Linked DNA regions of Mus musculus: region 2 is linked to region 1. Evidence: chromatin contacts called from public capture Hi-C data. All regions are on one chromosome and are shown on one strand. Each heading gives the region's core, a stretch centred on a gene start, on an enhancer-like site or on the middle of the called end of the contact. The rest is flanking DNA. Distances are from core to core; before and after follow the strand shown.

Evidence for each region. Capture Hi-C pulls out chosen DNA fragments and counts their contacts.
Region 2: a contact with region 1 is called in a capture Hi-C map of bone marrow-derived macrophages, with 2.2 times the contacts expected there. The contact joins two enhancer-like sites. A contact is called at or near these places in 5 of 484 Hi-C or Micro-C datasets (the HPC-7 cell line, embryonic fibroblasts, nephron progenitors and 1 more), 6 of 115 datasets of contacts at active chromatin or transcription factors (bone marrow-derived macrophages, craniofacial prominence, fibro-adipogenic progenitors and 2 more) and 1 of 9 other capture datasets (bone marrow-derived macrophages).

The regions. Positions count from the first base shown.
Region 1 is chr2:52,761,304-52,765,529 of GRCm38.p6, forward strand. No RefSeq gene overlaps it. Among named protein-coding and RNA genes, the nearest start is that of Stam2, 21 kb to the left of the region's middle. Within about 2 kb of position 1,843, at least 78 of the 459 cell types and tissues checked have an H3K27ac peak or open chromatin away from gene starts, as enhancers often do. A contact at or near this core is called in bone marrow-derived macrophages and fibro-adipogenic progenitors, where this site is marked.
Region 2 is chr2:52,893,122-52,897,347 of GRCm38.p6, forward strand. The region is part of intron 1 of Fmnl2 (formin-like 2); the gene reads left to right. Among named protein-coding and RNA genes, the nearest start is that of Fmnl2, 37 kb to the left of the region's middle. Within about 2 kb of position 2,045, at least 91 of the 459 cell types and tissues checked have an H3K27ac peak or open chromatin away from gene starts, as enhancers often do. A contact at or near this core is called in bone marrow-derived macrophages and fibro-adipogenic progenitors, where this site is marked.

The sequences.
Region 1 (4,226 bases), core at 593-3,092:
CCTACAGGGTTGCAGATCTCTTTAGCTCCTTGGATACTTTCTCTAGCTCCGGTCCTCAAGTTTCTTTTAGGCAAAGACTTAGAGGGTGTGATAGACAATGAAAACAGGCTGTTTAGATATGTCGATGAGTTATCTTAAAGTTACTACAATGCACGGATGCAGAAAAAAAAATCTGAGGATGCTCTTTAAAGTTTTGATTATTTGGGCTGTACAGAGATGGCTCAGGGGTTAAGAGTATGAACTGCTCTTGTAACTGGACCCGAGTTTGATTTCCAGTGCCCTCAGTCAGGCCCTCGCAACTGCCTGTAACTTCAGCAGCAGAGGCTATAGCTCCCTCTTTTGGCCTCTTCAGGAGTTGCACTCACATGCACATACCCACATACACACACTTATATATACAATCAAAAAATAATAATCACAAATCTTTAAAGTGTTACTTCAATGACACCACCATGAATGAGAATTTTCAAAGCATTGGAAACTGTGATAGAATAGACTTTGGAGCCACAATGCCACACAAATTTGTACAAGGTCCACAATAACAGACTCTGTATCTATCTAACTGTTCCTACAACCCAAAGGAAAATTGAGGAACAACTCAGAATACATGTGGAGGCAAGGGCATCACCAGAGGCGCAATGATAAACACCTATCTAGTCCAAAGGGAAAGACCACAGAGGCAACCAAGTAAGTAAAGATCCAGAGAGATGGGAACGGCCCAGCTAGACAGAGCAAGAAAGCTAGGGGTGTGTTCCTACGCAATGGCTGAAGGTTTACCCAATAAAGAGAGACCCTCCGGAAGATCTCAGCAGTATTGAACAGTATGCCATGAGGTTGCTGATCTCAAGACATTGTCTAGTCGGAGAGACATAGCTTATCCATGAAACGTTAAATAACCACATGAGACAATTTGAGTAGTGATGCAAAGCAATATATGATTATCATTAGGAAAGTCTTCAAAATACAGAGGAGCTTGGAGCTCAGTTTTCGATGGGCAATAAAAGTTCAAAGGGATAAAATAAATATAAGGATTAACAATTATGAAAATGGAAAGAGAAATGTCTCTGGTATATTATGAGAAAGCAATGAAGCCAACTTGAGGAGTCTATTAATCATGGTTTTCATTTTCTATATTACATGGTGTTTTGATAAGTTGCAGCCTTGTCACTCCAGGGGGGGGGGGGGTGGCGGGGGCTGTCCTTTGTAGAAGTGTCCAGTTCCTAAAGAGAGCAGACAACACTCCTATATTCATACCTCTGATGCAAAAAAGCCAGTCTTAAGTCCAGGCAAGGCCCTGTCTGCCACCTTCCCTCCACCTAAATTCCCCGGGGCTGACCACCTAGCCTTATATTGAACTAAACTGCCTTTCTTCTTTCGAGCTGTAAAAAATAAACTTTCCCTTCCCCTCTCCATCTTCCTCTTCTCCTCCACCCCTTCCCCTTTTAAAAAACCAAGTTGGCTTCAGTTTCTGAGCTGCGGCAATTCTGCCTCGACTTCCTGAGAAAGTGGAGTTCACAGGTGCACATTGGCTTTTCAGTGGCGAACATCTCGTGATTAGCTGCACTTGCCCTGCCTGAATAAAAATAAATTTCCAAGTACATTTCACAACCGAAAAATACAGAAGGTTTCCAAAGAACAGTGATTCTTGGAGTTCCTGAAAGCAGATCCTCTCAGAAAGCAAAAGAAGCCAGATGAGTTTTCGTGACACGGTATGAAAAGACCATTGATACGGGTCTGAAACACATCTCTATCTTATTTTTAATTATGTGTATTATGTGTGTGTGAGTGGGGTGAGGTGGATTTGTGCACAGGAGTACAGTACCTGAGGTCGCCAGAAGAGGGCGTCTGATCCCTGGAACTGGACTTAGCCACGTGGGTGCTGAGACCAAACTTGCATCCTCTGATCTTTTGATGTTTTCTCTTTCCTTATTTGAGACGGAGTCTGACTATGTCTCTTTGGCTGCGGAGCTCTCCATGGAGAGTAGGCTAACCTGGGTTTCCCTGCGGGAGTTAAAGGCGCACACACACCCAAGCAGTGGAGTGCTCTCAAAGGCTCAGGCGTCTCTCCAGTTCCTGATACGGTTTCAGATTCCTCTCTGCTGTTTACCGTTGAAACCCTGCCAATTGTATTTCTAGTTTTCTGTAAAGGTTTTTAAGCACTTCTTTATTTCCAACTACATATTTGCGAAAGGCTAGATTTCCCTCATTTGCTTGAACCAAAATAACACGTTTGCCACATATTGGATGCAAATGAAGTCTTCAGAATGCAGCTGTTTTCCATTAAGCCAGATGTGAAATTTCTCAAAAAAAAAAAAAAAAAAAAAGTAAGATGACTTTTTTTTTTGTACTAAATTTGTTTAATTTTGAATTTTTTATAAAAATTTATTATGGTGACATATAATGTGCTAATTACTTTTTAATGAATCAGTATGTAAATATTTTTGACATTTCTCCACTTTAGTTTCAAATGTAAAGATTCAGTAATTCTTGGGAACAAAAAGAGTTATTGAGATCACATTTTTTTTAAGCTCAATTAAAAATTCATTAAAAAGATTTTTTTTTTTTCCCCTGAGACCAAAATCTTAAGAGCAGTGTACTGGAACGGATTATTGCTGTTTTGCCTAATGATCGTGTTGTTAAACTGCCTTCTTGGTATGTTCATATCCGTAGATGTGCGCGGCTAAGGCTCGGCGCATGTCACAGGAAAAGGGAAATCGTGTAAGAGCCAGAGGATTGGAAGGGGTGCTGTAAAACGCAACCTTTGGACATGACATGACCGTTTTACCCAGGAGCTGCGGTTGGTTACCGGCACCAGACCAGCGAGGATTCCAGCTTGGACGAGTGGGAGAGACTCAAATGGCTAAACTCCTGGCTGAGTGGTTTGTAGGCTGCTGATGGCTGCTGAGGAAAGGAGACACCTCCTCCATTTGGGGTACCACTGCCACTGATAAATTGTCCATGTTCCAGTAAGTGGCCCACACCCATATGCCTATGATTAGTGCTAATTAGACTCGGGACTCTGTGAGTTATTTTACTGTGGGGGCGGGGGGAGGAGGTGATGAAGTTGAAGTTGGGATCAGGAGTGGGAATATGGGGGTAGATATGATCAAAATACATTGTATATATGTATGACATTCTCAAATAATCTTTGGAAATTTTCTGGTGGAGTCTTTAGGGACTCTTGCATGTTGGGTCTCTTCCATACAAAGTTATATCATCTGCACTAGAGATGTGTGTTGGCTTCTTCTTTTCCTGCCTGCATCTTTTTTGCTTGCTTCCCCTGCATGATTGCTCTGGCTAAAACTTCCAGTAGTATATCGAACAAGAGTTAAGAAGATGAACATTCTTATCTTTATCACAATAAATGGAAATACAGTGATTTCCCCCTCATTTTAGAAAATGATGGCTATAGGTTTGTCATATATAGCTTTCATTATATCGAGATGTGGTCCTTCTATTCTGAGTTTCTTAAGACTTTTTTTTTTTTTTTTTTTTTTTTTGAGTCAGGGTTTTTTTAGCTCTGGCTGTCCTGAATCTTGCCACATGTACATCAGCTTGGCCGCTAACTCGGATTTTTGCCAGCCATGCTGGAGTTAAAGGCATGCTTCACCATGCCCTGAGCTTTGGGACTTTTAACAAGAAGCAACACTGGATTTCTTCAAAAGCCTGTTCCGTTTCTACTTAGATGATCATGTGATTCCTGTCTTTGAGTTCATTTGGTGAAGTTTGCAGCATTTGTTGATTTACATCTATTGAGCCATATGTCCATCTCTGAGATAAAAAATCAACTTGATCATGGTGAACAATCTTTTTTATGCTATCTTAGTTGGTGTTCTATTGCTGAGAAGAGACACCATGACCACAGCAATTCTAGAAAGGAAGACATGTAATTGGGGCTGGCTTTGGAGTCCCAGAGGTTTAGTCAGCATCAGCATGGAGGACAACCTGAAAGTACACAGGCAGATGTGGCGCTGCAGAGTTTTACATCCGGATTCACAGACAACAGGAAGTGGGTAGGGAAGGAGCCACTGGGCCTGGTTTCTATAGCCTCAGAGCCCACCCCCTGTGACACACTTCCTCCCACAAGGCCACGCCTCCTAATCCTTCTAAATACTGCCACTCCCGAAAACGAAGTATTCAAATATATGAGCCTATGGAGGACATGCTTATTCAACTACCACAGATGTTCTCGAATTTGGTTTGCAAGTATTTTGTTGAGACATTTT
Region 2 (4,226 bases), core at 795-3,294, 130 kb after region 1:
TATATTTAGAGTTTTGTAGGTTGTATCTTAAAAGAAGTTGTGGCAGCTGGGCGTGGTGGCGCACGCCTTTAATCCCAGTACTTGGGAGGCAGAGGCAGGCGGATTTCTGAGTTCGAGGACAGCCTGGTCTACAGAGTGAGTTCCAGGACAGCCAGGGCTACACAGAAAAACCCTGTCTGGAAAAATCAAAAAAAAAAAAAAAAAAAAAGTTGCTGCCTATTTTGTGGCTGTGGAAAAGTGTGGTAGTTTCTTATGGCTTGTATGGTTACTGGAAGAGATTCTCTGTGGATACGTTGCGCTAGTGAGTTTGTGTTAGCGTGGACAGAAGGCTAGAATTGGGAAGAACTGGGTAAGATTGTACACATTAGCATTTAGATAATACTATGCCATACCAATGACGTATTACATACAGTTCCAATTCAATGGCGTCAGAAAAAAGCAGGATCCACTGTGAGATATAGTTAGTATATGAACTATAGTTACTAGGTATGAGATATAGTTACTATGTTTTTTTTTTTCCATATATTTTTAATACTATGTCTGTGTGAACTTAATCCTTGAAGAACAGTTTTGTTTGCAGTGCCCAAGAATAGTTTCTTGTTGGGAACCATTTCATGGATGGAACACTTTGATTGAGGCTGTAACTGTTTGCAGTGAGAGAACAGGGGTTCTGTGTCCTGCATGTGATTAGATGTTGAAGGCAGGCGATTCTAGCTGAGGGTATTACTTCCTGCTAACTAGTTTTGTTGCCAGCCCTCGCTCACCTAACAGCAATGGTCAGAAGGATTTAGGCAAGGCCCCAGTAAACCTAATTTTGCTGTTGTTTAAAGACAGTAGTTTATGTAGAAGGATTAAGTTGTGCTTAGAATAGGATTTGGCATGTGGCAGATACTCCTAAATTAAGATGTCAACCAATCCATTTATATTTGGTAACTGGGAATGCATGCTAAGCTTAATTCCGACGAGAAGAATTCCTCAGTCTTTTGACAGTCTAACCCCTGCCCCCCTACCACATTTTAGTTTTATATTCTCTTCTCTGTGGATCATCTGGACTCTAATGTATGACTAAGACTTGACTTTCTTATCTATGACTTGGAGGTGATCTTGGCGTTTCTTTTTGTTTTCGATTCTTGATTCAATTTGTGAAGACTTAACTGAATTTAGAGAAGAGTTCTTGAAAAAAAAGAAACACCACCATTTGGCTTTCTTAACAGCTGAAATTCTGGGCTCCTGCCATTTATCTGTTATGCTTATCTTAGGGGGAGACTCCATAACTTTATTGAGGTATAATTAATTTTTATTACATTTGGAACATGTGTGTGTTTGTGCATATGTGCGTGACACAGCACACATGTGGTGATGGTAGGAGTGTTTTGGGAGTCAGTTCTCTCCTTCCTTCCATGTGGGTCCTAGGGGTCTGTGGTCACAAGGCTTTTGCGGCAAATACTTGTACAGGCTGAGCCATCTCGTAGACCTGAAGTAGATTAAATAGTGTAGATTTCACGACTGTTAGGATTGTGCAATGTTCTGGTTACCAAAAAGAATATGAATGTCACGTATGTGGATCTACAGCACTACACTTTTTTGGTCCAACAATAATTTGACAACTGCAGATAAATGAACGCTGGCCTTGTGTCAGTTGCAATTAGTGAATTTGGAAAACACTGTCAGGTATGTGTAAGAAGCAGAGAAATGGGGTGAAAAAACTGAGCATTGGCTCTTGAGGCGTGTGCTACCACTGCATGGCTTTCTAAGCATTCTTATATAATGTTTTTGCTGATGTATGTTTTCTTAGCATCTTACTTTGTGTTTAGCCAAGGCTCCCAGGTGAGGAAACACAAGATGGTCCTCCCTTTGGAGAGAGGAGTGATCCTCTTGAGTCAGGAAGATTCCTTCTGGGGAATCAGGTGGATCAGATGACTTAAGGGGCTGAGGAAGAAGCTTGAGTCAGGGTTCTGAGAAATGAAGAAGTTCAATGAGCTCCCTGAATGGTGCTCCCTTGCACTGTGACCTCCAGACACTAGAGATGACTCAGCAACTGTTGGCTGTGCTAAGCTCTGCTTTTGGCTGCGGTCCTCTTAGAGGCGGCTCTGGCAGTGTAAAGGTAGCGACATCTGTAAGAAGGCCAAGAAAGGCAGCTGTCATCGCTTTCTTGGAAAGGAGGGGCTGCCTGAGCCTGGTTAAGCTCCAGTTAACTTCCAGTGTCCTAGACAGAGATCACTGGAAGCTGTAATCTTGGAGGGCTGGGGACCCAAGCACTTCAGCCATGAGCCTGAGGGTGACAGCTCCTGACAGGGGGTCAACTCAGAGGAGGTGATGTGTGGTGTGGAAGTACTGGAGCTGGGCTAGAATTCTGATGGCTCTACTCTCTAGAGTTACTTATATACTGTCTAGCTGAGGCTGGCCTCCGAGTAGTGGCTGTGTAGCCGAGAGTGATCTTGACCTGATACTCTCACCTCTTTCTCCTTTGCAAGTGCTGGCCTAACAGGTGCATACTTCCTCACCTGGCCCCAGAGTCACTTAGTTGGAATCATGGAGATTGTGAGGGTAAAATATTTCAGTGGCTATAAAGGATCTCATACCGTGCCTGGCATATTGTGGACTATTTACAATTATTAATTTCCTTTTTAACGTAGTTCACTGCTGAGCTTCTAAGCACTATCATTTCTGAATGGGCCTTGGATACAATGCCCACCCCCCCAATTTATAACTCACTATTGCTGTTTATTTGCCCTGGGGCAGGGAGACTTCATTAGATGCTGAAGGTCCTTGTTAGAATTAAAATTCTCAGATAAGCATTAAAAAAAGAGAGGAAGACTCCTGTGGGCACCATTCACAGATCCCTATTAATTACTGTAATCGACATTACATCCCTTCATGTATGTGTAGTACGTATCGGTGCTTTCTGAATCCAGATGAAAGGCCCCTGGAATTGGACAACATGAGCTGCCATGTGGGTGCTGTTGAACCAAGGTGCTGTGAGAGAGCAACCAGTGCTCTTAACCACTGAGCCATCTCATCTTCCCAGCCCCCAAACTTAAATAAAGTCTTGTTCTCCTGAGAGAGAGAGAGAGAGAGAGAGAGAGAGAGAGAGAGAGAGAGAGAGGAAGGAGGAAGAGGAGGAGGAGGAGGAGGAGGGAGGAAGAGAAGGTCTGGCTGTGTAGTCCAGTCTGTCTTTGAAGGCCTGATCTTCAGTCCTTAGTCTTACTACCAGCCACATGTGGCTATTTAAATGCACATTAAAACCTCACGTCCAGCTTATTATGATTCCCAGAACCAAAGTAGCATGTGTTTGTAAGTGAGGAGGGCCTTGAGGCTTGCTAGCTGGCTAGTTTAGCCTCATTGGTGAGCTCCAGGTCAGCCAGAGCCCCTGTCGCATAGGAGGTGAATAGCATCCTGAGACTCACAGTGAAGATTGTCTTCTGATCTATGCACACTCACACATGAATGCACACCCACACAGGCACGCATACTTGCACAGGCATGTGCATACCCACATGGACACTTCATATAAATAAATACATTTCAGTTTCTCAGGGGCTATAGCCACATTATATACTCTTTTCCTAACCAGAAATGGAAATATGAAACAACAGTGTTAATACTTCATTTTCAGGCAGTTTTTGTGTTACTTCTGGAAGGTATATCTACATCTTAGTGCAGGCTCAGAAATGTGTGTGTGTGTGTGTGTGTATACACGTGTACAGTGAAACAACATGTGCAGGTCAGTGGATAGCTCACAGGAATTGAATCTTCTTCCACCACGAGGGTCCCAGGGCTGTAACTCAGTTCTTAGGCTTGGCAGCGAAGCAGCATTTACCTGCTGGGAATTCCACCAGCCCCTGTCCATCCTTTTGGCTGGTTCCATTTGGATATAAACAATTGCACATTTGTACTATGCATTTTTTTTAAATGTTTAATGTACTTTTGTTCGTATTTCTTTTCTGAGAACTGTATCAACAGTCAGGATTTGGGTTGTCTTTAACCCATCCCATATCCGCTTCTTGCTTCCTTATTTGTTAAGCAATGTTTGTGTGATTTGCTGAGCATGCAGAAATGATCACATTGGATTCTGCCCAGAGAAGTTTGTGTATATGTAGTAAATGGGGACAGTAATCATGGCCTGCTGCCTGGTTTCATTGTTGGTGGATTTAGCAAAAGCTTAGAAGGAAATGCTGTGTAGACATGCTTACTGCATGAACAAGCATTATTGGCGTCATCTTAAC